2 separate regions of the Mus musculus genome follow, and region 2 is linked to region 1. Evidence: chromatin contacts called from public promoter capture Hi-C data. All regions are on one chromosome and are shown on one strand. The core of a region is the stretch at or near the end of the contact, and the rest is flanking DNA. Distances in the headings are between cores, read along the strand shown. Region 1 holds the start of Zfp263 (zinc finger protein 263). Region 2 overlaps Cluap1 (clusterin associated protein 1).

Evidence for each region. Promoter capture Hi-C pulls out the DNA fragments that hold promoters and counts their contacts.
Region 2: a promoter capture Hi-C map of second pharyngeal arch cranial neural crest shows a contact between it and region 1. The contact joins the enhancer-like site here to the promoter of Zfp263 in region 1. A contact is called at or near these places in 7 of 39 promoter capture datasets (the C10 cell line, cranial neural crest, liver and 3 more), 12 of 484 Hi-C or Micro-C datasets (the G1E-ER4 cell line, LSK cells, astrocytes and 9 more), 3 of 115 datasets of contacts at active chromatin or transcription factors (the 230-238 cell line, double positive thymocytes and embryonic stem cells) and 3 of 9 other capture datasets (adipose tissue, liver and pancreatic islet).

Annotation. Positions count from the first base shown.
Region 1 is chr16:3,741,884-3,746,786 of GRCm38.p6, reverse strand. It overlaps Zfp263 (zinc finger protein 263), which reads right to left and starts at 2,688. Exons shown (of 6, transcript NM_148924.3): 1 at 2,020-2,688; 2 at 830-1,010; 3 at 292-365; 4 at 1-16. The coding sequence starts at 2,412.
Region 2 is chr16:3,921,383-3,926,655 of GRCm38.p6, reverse strand. Cluap1 (clusterin associated protein 1) reads right to left here. Exons shown (of 12, transcript NM_029738.2): 7 at 2,683-2,816. Among named protein-coding and RNA genes, the nearest start is that of Gm15537, 5.4 kb to the left of the region's middle. Within about 2 kb of position 2,480, at least 25 of the 459 cell types and tissues checked have an H3K27ac peak or open chromatin away from gene starts, as enhancers often do. A contact at or near this core is called in second pharyngeal arch cranial neural crest, where this site is marked.

The sequences.
Region 1 (4,903 bases), core at 1,439-3,938:
CCAGGCTCTCGGGCAACTGAAATAACAAGATCTCCTTTAGCATCACATGCAGTAACGCATTAAGAATAATTCAAGCAGAGTCATAGTAAATGGGTTAAAACACATGAGTGCCAAGAAAACTCATGTCATGGGGGAAGCCTACAAATGATGGGTTGAAAAGACAAAGAAAATAAGGGAGATATCTGATCAGAAAAAAAAAAATCTTTCTAGTAGCATAGGGGAACCTCCCACCCTAAAAGCAGAGGAGAAAAGGAAAATTCTGGGGAAAGGCAATGAGAACTTCCACATCACCTGGGTCCCAGTCATATCCTTATCTTCCACATTCCCTTCAGGAGGGAAGAGAGAGAGCCAGGGAGCGGATAATGCTAAAGATAACAGAAATTATAATGAGAACAGTAACACCAAATCTTAGCAGCCCAGATTATAAGACAATATGCATTCCCCAACTGCAAGTCTCAGCTTTTAGGATTGACAGTAAACAAAAAGTAGCAAAGGTGTGCTAAGGTGATCTAAAGTAACAGGGTTATAGTAAAGGCATGTGAGCCATCCTCCATCCTGGCCGACAGGGTTCTAACCATACACCCCACATCAATCAGCTAACTAGAATTTGCCTGTTCTGTACACAGAATGGCTTTACTAAGAGCTTCCCCTTTCCTCCCATCCAACCTTTACAGAATTCATACCACCACTTTTAGGTTTTTCAGAACACAACTGAGAACTTTAACTTCAGAAATTCTTTCTCCTTGGCACCTGTACCACATTCTGCTAGGGTGAGTGGCAATCCCAGAGCCCCTCCTCCCTCCCACCTGCCCAGATAACTGTTCCTCACCCCTCTCCTTTACAGCCTGGGAGTCCCTTTGGGGGCTGGGGTCTAGCAGCTCCTGCAGCCTGGGGCCAGGGCTTCGCTCAGTCTCCATTGGCTCCAGCTTGAAGCTCGGTGACTCTCCTGCTGTTTCCAGTGGCAAAGGCTCCTCCAAAAGCACTTCTGCTCCCCGCCCTTGGTTTGTGACCTGGGAACCAACCCACATCACTCATCATCACAACGGGGCTGACAGAATTGGAAATTAGTACAGGATTCTTAGGACACACCCTCAACAGAGAACCACAGACTATCCCTTTGGTCTTGGCCAAGAAGATGTTTTATGCTAAGGGCTTTTTAGGTGGTAGCAGAAAATGGGGGAGGGATGGAGCAAGAAAACTGAGGGTCCACTCTCAATGCACACTTTCTCAACATATTCCATTGATACTCCTCACTTCTGCTCGATCACACTCACCTGTTCTAGATGCTTCCACGTTTCACTACTAGATAAGGTGAACTTATCAGGCTGCGACCATAGCCCCTCGGTGCTTAGCTGTTTTTCAGAGTTCAATTAGCAGAGATCCAGTTCTGTATTGCAAACTATTGACTAAGATATGCTGGGTGTTATCCACTAAATATAGGCCTGGGATAGTGGCACATGCCTGTGGGAATCAGCAGTGGGGAGGCTGAAGCAGGAGGATTGCCTCGAGTTTAAGCCTGGGCTACATATCTAGACTCTGCCTGTAACCCTAGAACTCGGAATTTGGGGAGACTGAAGGTGGAGGACCACCACTGTTCTGCAGCCAAGCTCAACTACACACTGAGTCAGTTAGCTTGAGCTACGTAAGACTTTGTCACAAAACAAACCCCTCAAAGCAGTGGCAGTAGGTGTCATCCAAACGACATACTTTTCTCCAAGTCCTCAAAATTATTCCCAGACAGTGCTTTAGCCAACAGAAAAACAGGACGAAACAGATTAAGTAGTCTGCCCAAAGTCACGAGGCCTGTGAGAAGCTTTCTAACTACATAACTAAATACTGGTGGAAGTGCTCCTCACTTCCTACTGTCGTCATATGGGAACAATCTGGAAGGAAAGGATAAGCTACAAAAAAATCCCTCTCCTTCCTGTAAAGTGTACTCAGGACGATCAAGTATATTCGACTACAGAAGAGGCTAGCACAATGACTTCCGGGCCAAACCACGGGTAAAACAGCTGTCACCTGTTGCCTCAGTTTCCCAAGTTCTTTCTGCATACGCTCCACAAGAGTGACTGCTTCTTCGCCGCTCTCTGGGCGCAGCTCCTGCACCCTGCTCTGAATCTCCTGGGGAAGGATAGTCAAGAACTGCTCCAGCACCAACAGCTCCAGGATCTGTTCCTTGGTGCGCATCTCCGGCCGCAGCCACCCGCGGCAAAGCTCCTGAAGCCGGCTAAGGGCCTCCCGGGGACCCGGGGCGTCCTGAAAGCGGAACCGTCGAAATCGCAGATGGGAGGCCTCCGGGCTGGGCTCTGGCTCAGGCGGGGGTACCTCGTGGCTCCAGGCACAGTCCTCCTCCAGTTTCACTATGAGGAGCCCTTCTGGCTCCTGCGAGCTTGGGCCCGCAGCCATAGTCATGCCCCGACACCAGCCTAGGTCCCGACACCAGCTACGTCCGCCTTGAGAGACGCCCTGGGTTCTGTACAGCAGTAGGCCACGGCTGCAGCAACCGAGAGACTCCGGGCTCCAAATCCCGCCGGAGGAACCCAGGTCACAATCTCAGCAATATCAGGCCTGCAGCGTCGCCACCTGACCGGCTTCTCAGGCCCGCACAGAACTTAAGTCGCAGGGCCCGGGTCGCAAGCCTCAGCACGCGAGTTAGGCGTCATAAGCCAACGGCCGCTAGTCAGGACGGACTTCCGGTTCACGTTTCCCTTGCGCTGTCTCCCATTGGGTCGGGTCTCACCACGTACTCACGGTCCACCCAGGACAAGGAAAATTTGCATAAAAGAGCGGGAGGGGAACAAGTCGGATGGGGATGAGGGGCGGGGCTACGCAATGGGCGGGGCCTCCAGGTGGGGAAGCGGTAGGGGTGGGAATCCCTGGGCGGATGTGACCCGGGGACAACCTGGCTCAGATTTGCATAGGAAAGTTTGCCAAAAGGTAAGTTCTTCAGCCACGCTTGAACCAGAGTCCAGAGGCGCTAGAGTGTCATGTCGGGGCCCAGAAGCTTAACAAAGAAAACCTTTCCGAAGGCCGATCCCAACACTCCGGAGACCTACAACCGGAAATAGACTGTGCTTCCAGGGCTCGAGCTGCCTGGGGCTGGTGGGAAATGTAGTCCATGGCGCGCCCTTGTTATTGCGCCTGCACTGTGGCTTGAGCAGGTCTAAATGGATTGTCGAGCTACGATAAACATACCCGTGCCCGAGCTTTTGCCTCCCTGTGAGCGATGGTCCCTAGTCCTCCATCTTTAGGTGGCTGGTCGACCCAGAAGAACGCTCTGGGTATGAACTGCTCTTGCCATCTCCCAGAGCAGGTCTAAGGATTAGCATAATCATCGGCTCTGACTATTTTCCTGAAGGTTGAAGAAAAGGAAACACCAAGGCGGACTTCCTTATTTTTTGAAGAGAGAATAGCCCAGGCCTGAGACTGCAGCTGTCACAGACAGGTGGTGGAGTCTGCAGATTCTAGGAGTGTGTCACGAAAACCCGTAATCACTTATTGGACACATGCTTACATTGTTGTCTATTCATTGCAACTCAAGAGGCAGGGAAAGCCTTCCTTGCTCTGGTCTCCCTTTGTGAACTTTTTATACTTTGTAAGACCTTGAGGCAGGAAAATGGCCACCAGGAGCTCCAGCAGCCAGGTCCCTCCCACCTCTGACTTCCTTAATGGTCCCTAACCCTAATAGTTGTTTAATAATAGCTGTTACTGTCATTCCCTGGCCCGAGGAGGAAGAGTAGCCTGGCCCCACCCTACAAGACAAAAAGATAAAAATAAATAAATCCCACCAACCCTGAACAGAAAAACCCACTAATCCTGGAGCTTGGTATAGAAACCCTTCAAGCCCTGAGCAAACTCATCAGTCTCTGATCTCCTTCAAGCTCAGTGAAATTCTACCAATCCTCACCCTGGAAAGCTGTGGTGGGAAGATTAAGAAATCTTGTATAAACCCTGCCTACCACTCAGTTCCCTGCTTTCTTTCCTGAGCTGAGAATGATGTTCTGGATTTTTCCTTCCCAATGAGTCTCTTGAATGAGGTTTGTCGTGCGGCACGACTTTTGGTTCCCGATTGCCAGGGTATCTTTCCCTTCAGAGCTTCAGCATTCATACATGAAATAGAACTTTGAAGATATGGTATGAAGTAAGTCCTGTGGTTATGGCATGGAGTGCCGTCGTGAGGTCCCAATATAACTCAAATACCAGGTCAATGCAGATGCCAAAAATTTATTGTAATCAAGCTGCTACTGATTGATCAGGGCTGTAGAACAGACTCATGAGCTGAACTGTGACCTTGAGGGGATGCTGTGCAGCATATTTAAAGGAAACAATAAAGCAAGGGGGTTGGGCTGGGCTGGGCTGGGTGGTAGCATTGTCCAATCATTTTGACAAAAGGGGTTGAGAAAGGGAGTTTCCATCAATCAGGATGGAAGTTGGGGCCTGGGCCTGGGAACATGAACTTAATTTGATCCTGCCAGCAAGATAGAGAAGTTGTCCTTGAGATGTCTTGACTCAGACAACTTAAAAGTTGTCCCTGAGATGTCAGGACTCAGACAACTGTTTCTTTATAATAGAAGCTGTTTAACTATTGGGAAGTCCTCAGCTCCACGAGAGCCTGGGACCTTGAATTTAGGTCCTATGACCTAAAAAGAAAATGGTAGTATTTAGAATAAGTTTCTTTTGCTTGTTCCCAATAGTGCCAGTTAAGTCGATGGCCTAAGTTCATACAGCTAACCTGTAGCAAAGCTTAGGCTGTGGAAATAAAAATGGTCTGTTTTGGATGACTGTGTGTAGTTTCATCACAGGTACAAAAGCCCACAGGCTGCCATGGCAAATGCCTATTTATCTAGACACTAGGTAGCACATGGGCTGGTATAGGTTCATTCAGAAAAAGCTGGCTAAGACT
Region 2 (5,273 bases), core at 1,231-3,730, 180 kb before region 1:
CAGCTTCCTCACCTTCATCTCCATCTTCTTCCTCACCCATACCTTCTTCCTCCTCCTCCTCTTCCTCCCCACCTTCTTCCTCTTCTTCATCTACCTCATTGTCAGCCTCCTGCTTGACATTTTCTTCATTTTGACTGTTCCATTCCCTGCCTCCTCCACAACTTTTTTCTTCTCCTTCAAGTCCTCGGTGCTGATCTTGGAGCTGGTGTCCACTGCCCAGTCTGACATGGTGGGGCACGTGGGTGGTCCGATGCTTCGAGTGAGGAATTAGTTGAGTTCGAGGACTCAGGCGAGAAAGCTGTCTGCTGGAGTCCGTGTTGGAGGCGGTGGGCGGTGAAGGTGGCTGTAGTGAGCGGGAGCATGGCCCGGGAACAATGCAAAGATGGCTTTTCAGAGCAGCCAGTGGGGGCCAGATTTTTTTTTTAGTAGGGTCTAGTGCAGCCTAGACTGTCCTTGGTGAATTCCTGACCAGCCCCCTGAGTGCTGGGTTTCATATGTGTGCCATCATGCTAATCCCCTAAATATAGGTACAGATAGAAATAAGTGTGTACGTGTATATTTCTTTTAAAGATTTATTTATTTATTTTATTTATATAAGTACACCAGAAGAGGGCACGGGATCCCCATTACAGATGGTTGTGAGCCACCATGTGGTTGCTGGGAATTGAACTCAGAACCTCTGGAAGAGCCATCTCTCAAGCTTGTATGTGTATTTTTTTGAGACAGAGTATTATTATGCAGCCCTGATTGGTCTAGAACTCACTATGTAGGCCAAGCTGGCCTTGAACTCAAAGATTTGTCTACCTCTGTCTTCCAAGTACTGTATTAAAGGTGTATATCAGTATATCCAACCAAGAATGTATATTTTTAATAAAAATTAAATCACGTGGGACACACTGTGATACACTACAGCTTCCGTAATAAGATTTTTAAAAATGCTATCTTAATTTCCTTTCTTTGAGGGGGAGGTTGCAAGGTGAAGGTGGATATGAAGGGATGGGTGAGTAGCTTGGGATGTATGTGAAAGTCAGAAAGAACTTGTTACTACAAGTTAAGAAAAATTAAATCTATTAGCACATAATTCTGTGGATTTCACTTCAATGAATCACAGCCTCCCATAGGGTTAACATAGTGTTAACATATGTTCACTGAAATATTAGTTCTGGCTTCTGAGATGCTTGTCCATGGCATCAAGAGACCACATGTCAAAATACGGAATGCTTCACAAATCTGCATGACACCCCCACAGGCCCACACCACTCTGTCATTCCAGTCGTAGTGTATGTGCTGGTAAGCAAGCACCTGAGACAGTTTTTAAAATGACACAAGGAGTTGGGAATGTGGTATTTGAATGAGAACAGAGACACAGCCTCATAGATTTGAATGCTTGTCCCTCAGTTTGTGAGAGTATTTGGGAAGGATTAGGAGGTGTGGCCTAGTTGGAGAAGGTGTGCCATTGGGGGCGGGGCTTTGAGGTTTCAAAAGACTTGTTCTATTTCCAGTGTGCTCTTTCTCCTGCTTCTGGATCAAGACGTGAATTCCCAGCTGTTCATGTCTTTGTTCCAGCATGGACTCTAACCTCTGAAACTGTAATCCCAGCTAAATGCATTCTTTCATAAATTACCTTGGTAATGGTAACTTTTGCTACAGCAATAGAAAGTAAGACAGAGGATGAAACAGATGGGAAGAGAACACTAATCTTTTAAAATTAGAAAAGAGCAACTTTTCTATTTAAAAGATTTGGGGCTTGCTGGGGGTAGTAGCACATGCTTTGAGTACCAGCATTTGGGAGGCAGAGGCAGGCAGATCACTGTGAGTTCTAGGCAAGCCTAATTTACATAGTGATTTCCAGGACAGCTAGAGCTACATAGTGAGATCCTGTTTTGAAACAAACAAACAAACAAACAAACAAACAAACTTACTTTGGGTGCTTTGGGGCTGAACTAGAGTGAGTTCTGCTTTAAGGCTGACTTTGTTAGTGAGTCCAAGGACTCTCGTGGCAGTGATTTCAGCAGAGGAACAAGCGAGGCCCTGGGGTGGGGGTGGTATGTGAGGCCCTTTGGTGACTTGCTCTTGATGCCTGTGGTTTGCCAATGCTCACTCCCAACATTGTAAAAAGAAAAGTCAAAAAATATTGAGACCAAGGAGGGAAAGCATAAACGAGTAAAGAGAAGACACAAAGAAAATCTGAGGAATAGACAAAAGGTTCCACTGACATAGGCAATGTTCTGGCCACTAACACACTGCTCAGTGGAGCTGTTTTTTCCACGGAGCCAAAGTTATAAGGAACATGAATTGCTGACAGGTGAGTAGTTATCAAAATGAAAAGTCTAAAATCTATTCAACCCAGAAGATGAGAGTTTGTTCTGTTTCAATATAACATATGGTAAGATTTTAGACGGCCTAACTTAGTAGAACTCCCTCCATCTGGATTTACTTTGTCTCATGTTACAAGAAACCACAAAACTTTCAAGAGGGCTCTAGAGTTCGGCCACGTTGCAGACATATTAGCAGCAGTGCAGAGAGTGGGAGAGCACAGCAGTCTCCTCTTAGGACAGGAAGCAAGGAAACTGTGGCATGGGGTCTCTGTGCATGCTGCTGCTTTTTGATGGCTGAACAGCTTATGCCACGTCCCTTCCTCCAACCTAATGTCCTCACCCACAGATACTCTAGTCACTCTACCTGACACTCTGCAGGGTCTGCAGTCGCTTCCGATTTCTTTCCAGTTCTAATTTTCTCTTTTCAATTTTGGCTTCTAAGTTTGCTTCATCAGAGGCCACATTATTAAGCAGGTCTTTAGTCTTCTGAACCTGGGCCTACATTGAATAGGAAATAGTGAGATAAGGTGCCACGGAGTGCTGTCCCCTGACTCTGAGCACAGAGTTCCTTAACACTTTGTGCAAAGCAACATCACACAAACCAACAAAGCCCACCCCTCCTCCACTGTAACTTATTAACAAACTATTTCCAGTGACAGGAGTGAAAGGAGGACACGGGGACAGGAGAGCACCACTCTTGTCATGAAAAGTGCATGTTTCTTCCATGGAAGCAAGCAAACATGGCGAGAAGAATGACAGAGACATTCTAGTAAAGACAGAGAGGTCACAGGATCTGTGTCCAGCCTGCTTGCTTAGCACTGGGCACTGGTGGATCACTGCACTGTCAGCCTTCACTTGGGCTGCTCCCTGGTTACAAAATACCAACCGAGGAATTGGAGACACACACACACACACACACACAGAGTTTGGACACACAGTTACATACATGGACACACACAGTCACAGATACACAGACACATACACAGACAGGCAGACACATCGATATAGATACTCACATAGACACAAGACAGACAGACACAGACATACACAGTTGGCTCAGGAGGGGACCAAACCCAAAACCCTCATGAACTAGCCTCAGCTCTGACCCTTTGTCTGCTTTGATGGACAAAGAAGATTCCTTTTTCTTCTATGGTAAAAGCTCAACTAAAAACTAAAATAAATGGAGAAACTCCTTTATTGGTAAAGTCAAGGCAGAAATGGATCCGACAGCAGCAACTAGCCATTCTGATGAGATGCAGCTTTATAACAAGGTCTAGGCACAATGGGGCCGAAGCTCTGGGCTGTTGGCACTACCGGGGGTCAAAGACCACTGGCTACATCCGCAGACACCCCTATATTTCTAAGAGCACATTTACTTGAAGGGCATGGTAAAAAGCAAATGTGCTGGCTTCATATTCAGACTATGTGAAGCTGGCTGTTGGGCGCCTCGTGTTTCAGAGTACCAAATGAGCTACACCAGAATCGGGAGCACAACTTGGGGGTGAATGAACCTCCTCCCCATGTTGTGACTGTCTAACCCTGCATGAAATTCTTCTTCTTTTTTTTTTTAATGGTTTTTTTCTAGACAGGGTTTCTCTGTATAGTCCTGGCTGTCCTGGAACTCACTTTGTAGACCAGGCTGGCTTCGAACTCAGAAATCTACCTGCCTCTGCCTCCCAAGTGCTGGGATTAAAGGTGTGCGCCACCACGCCCGGCTCTGCATGAAATTCTTGATGGCAAGGTAGGATTCCCCTCTGGTACTCTGCATGTATGTTACTATACTATAAATGTTTTTCTGGCTGTTTACCTGCTGGTCTTTGCAAAGCCATGGGATCCACAAAGAAATGACTTTGGAAGAGTAGACACTTGTCAAGATTCTCAGAGACAGGGCATCTTTTGAAAGTACAATTATTGTCATTGGATTTATGGCTTAACTGTTTTGTGTAAGTAAAACCAATCATTTCTGTGGCATTTCTGTATATGTGCTGAGGGACCAATCCTAAAGCTTTACATATGCCAGACAAGTAATGATCACTGAGCTGTAGCTCCAGTGCAGCACACAATTTCTTTGATTCTTCCTTTAAAAACCACTAGAGAGCCAGGCATGGTGGTGCTTGTATTTAATCTTAGCACAAAGAAGGCAAAGGTAGGCAGATCTCCTGAGTTTGAGACTAAATTGTTCTACATAGTGAGTTCCAGGCCAGCTAGAGCTACAAAGTAAGCGCTATCTTAGAAAGCAAACAACAAAACAACAGCAACAACAACAACAAACCCAAGTGGCACGAGCAAACACACATAAAAATCTTTAAAACGAAATATATGTATATATATATATATATATATATATATATATATATATATATATATATATATATATATATTCATTGATTGCAAATGCATTACAAATTCTAATGCAAGTGCAAACTCATTCCAGCAGGAAGGTGGTGGGTACTTGCTCAACAACTTTTTTTTAAATTGTACAAGTATAAGTCTATGCACATGTGTGCAGTGCCCACGGAGGCTAGAACAGAGCCTCAGATACCCTGTAATTGGAGTTTCAGAAGGTTGTAACCTAGCTAATGGGTGCTGGGAACTAAACTTAGGTCTCTGGAAGAGCAGCATGTGCTCCTAACTATGAAGCCATATTTCTAGTACCCTTAATCAATAATCCTTGCTGACAATGAATACTTTCTGATTAAGTCACACAATAGCTTAGGGAATTATCTGACATTAAAGTCTTTTCTGTAAGCTGGGTGTGGTGGCGCACGCCTTTAATCCCAGCAGAGGCAGGTGGATTTCTGAGTTCCAGGCCAGCCTGGTCTATAAAGTGAGTTGCAGGACAGCCAGGGCTACACAGAGAAACCCTGTCTCGAAAAACCAAAAACCAAAAAAAGCAAAAAGTCTTTTCTGTATCCTTTAAGGAAGAAAGATCAATGTATAGACAAGGATCTCCAG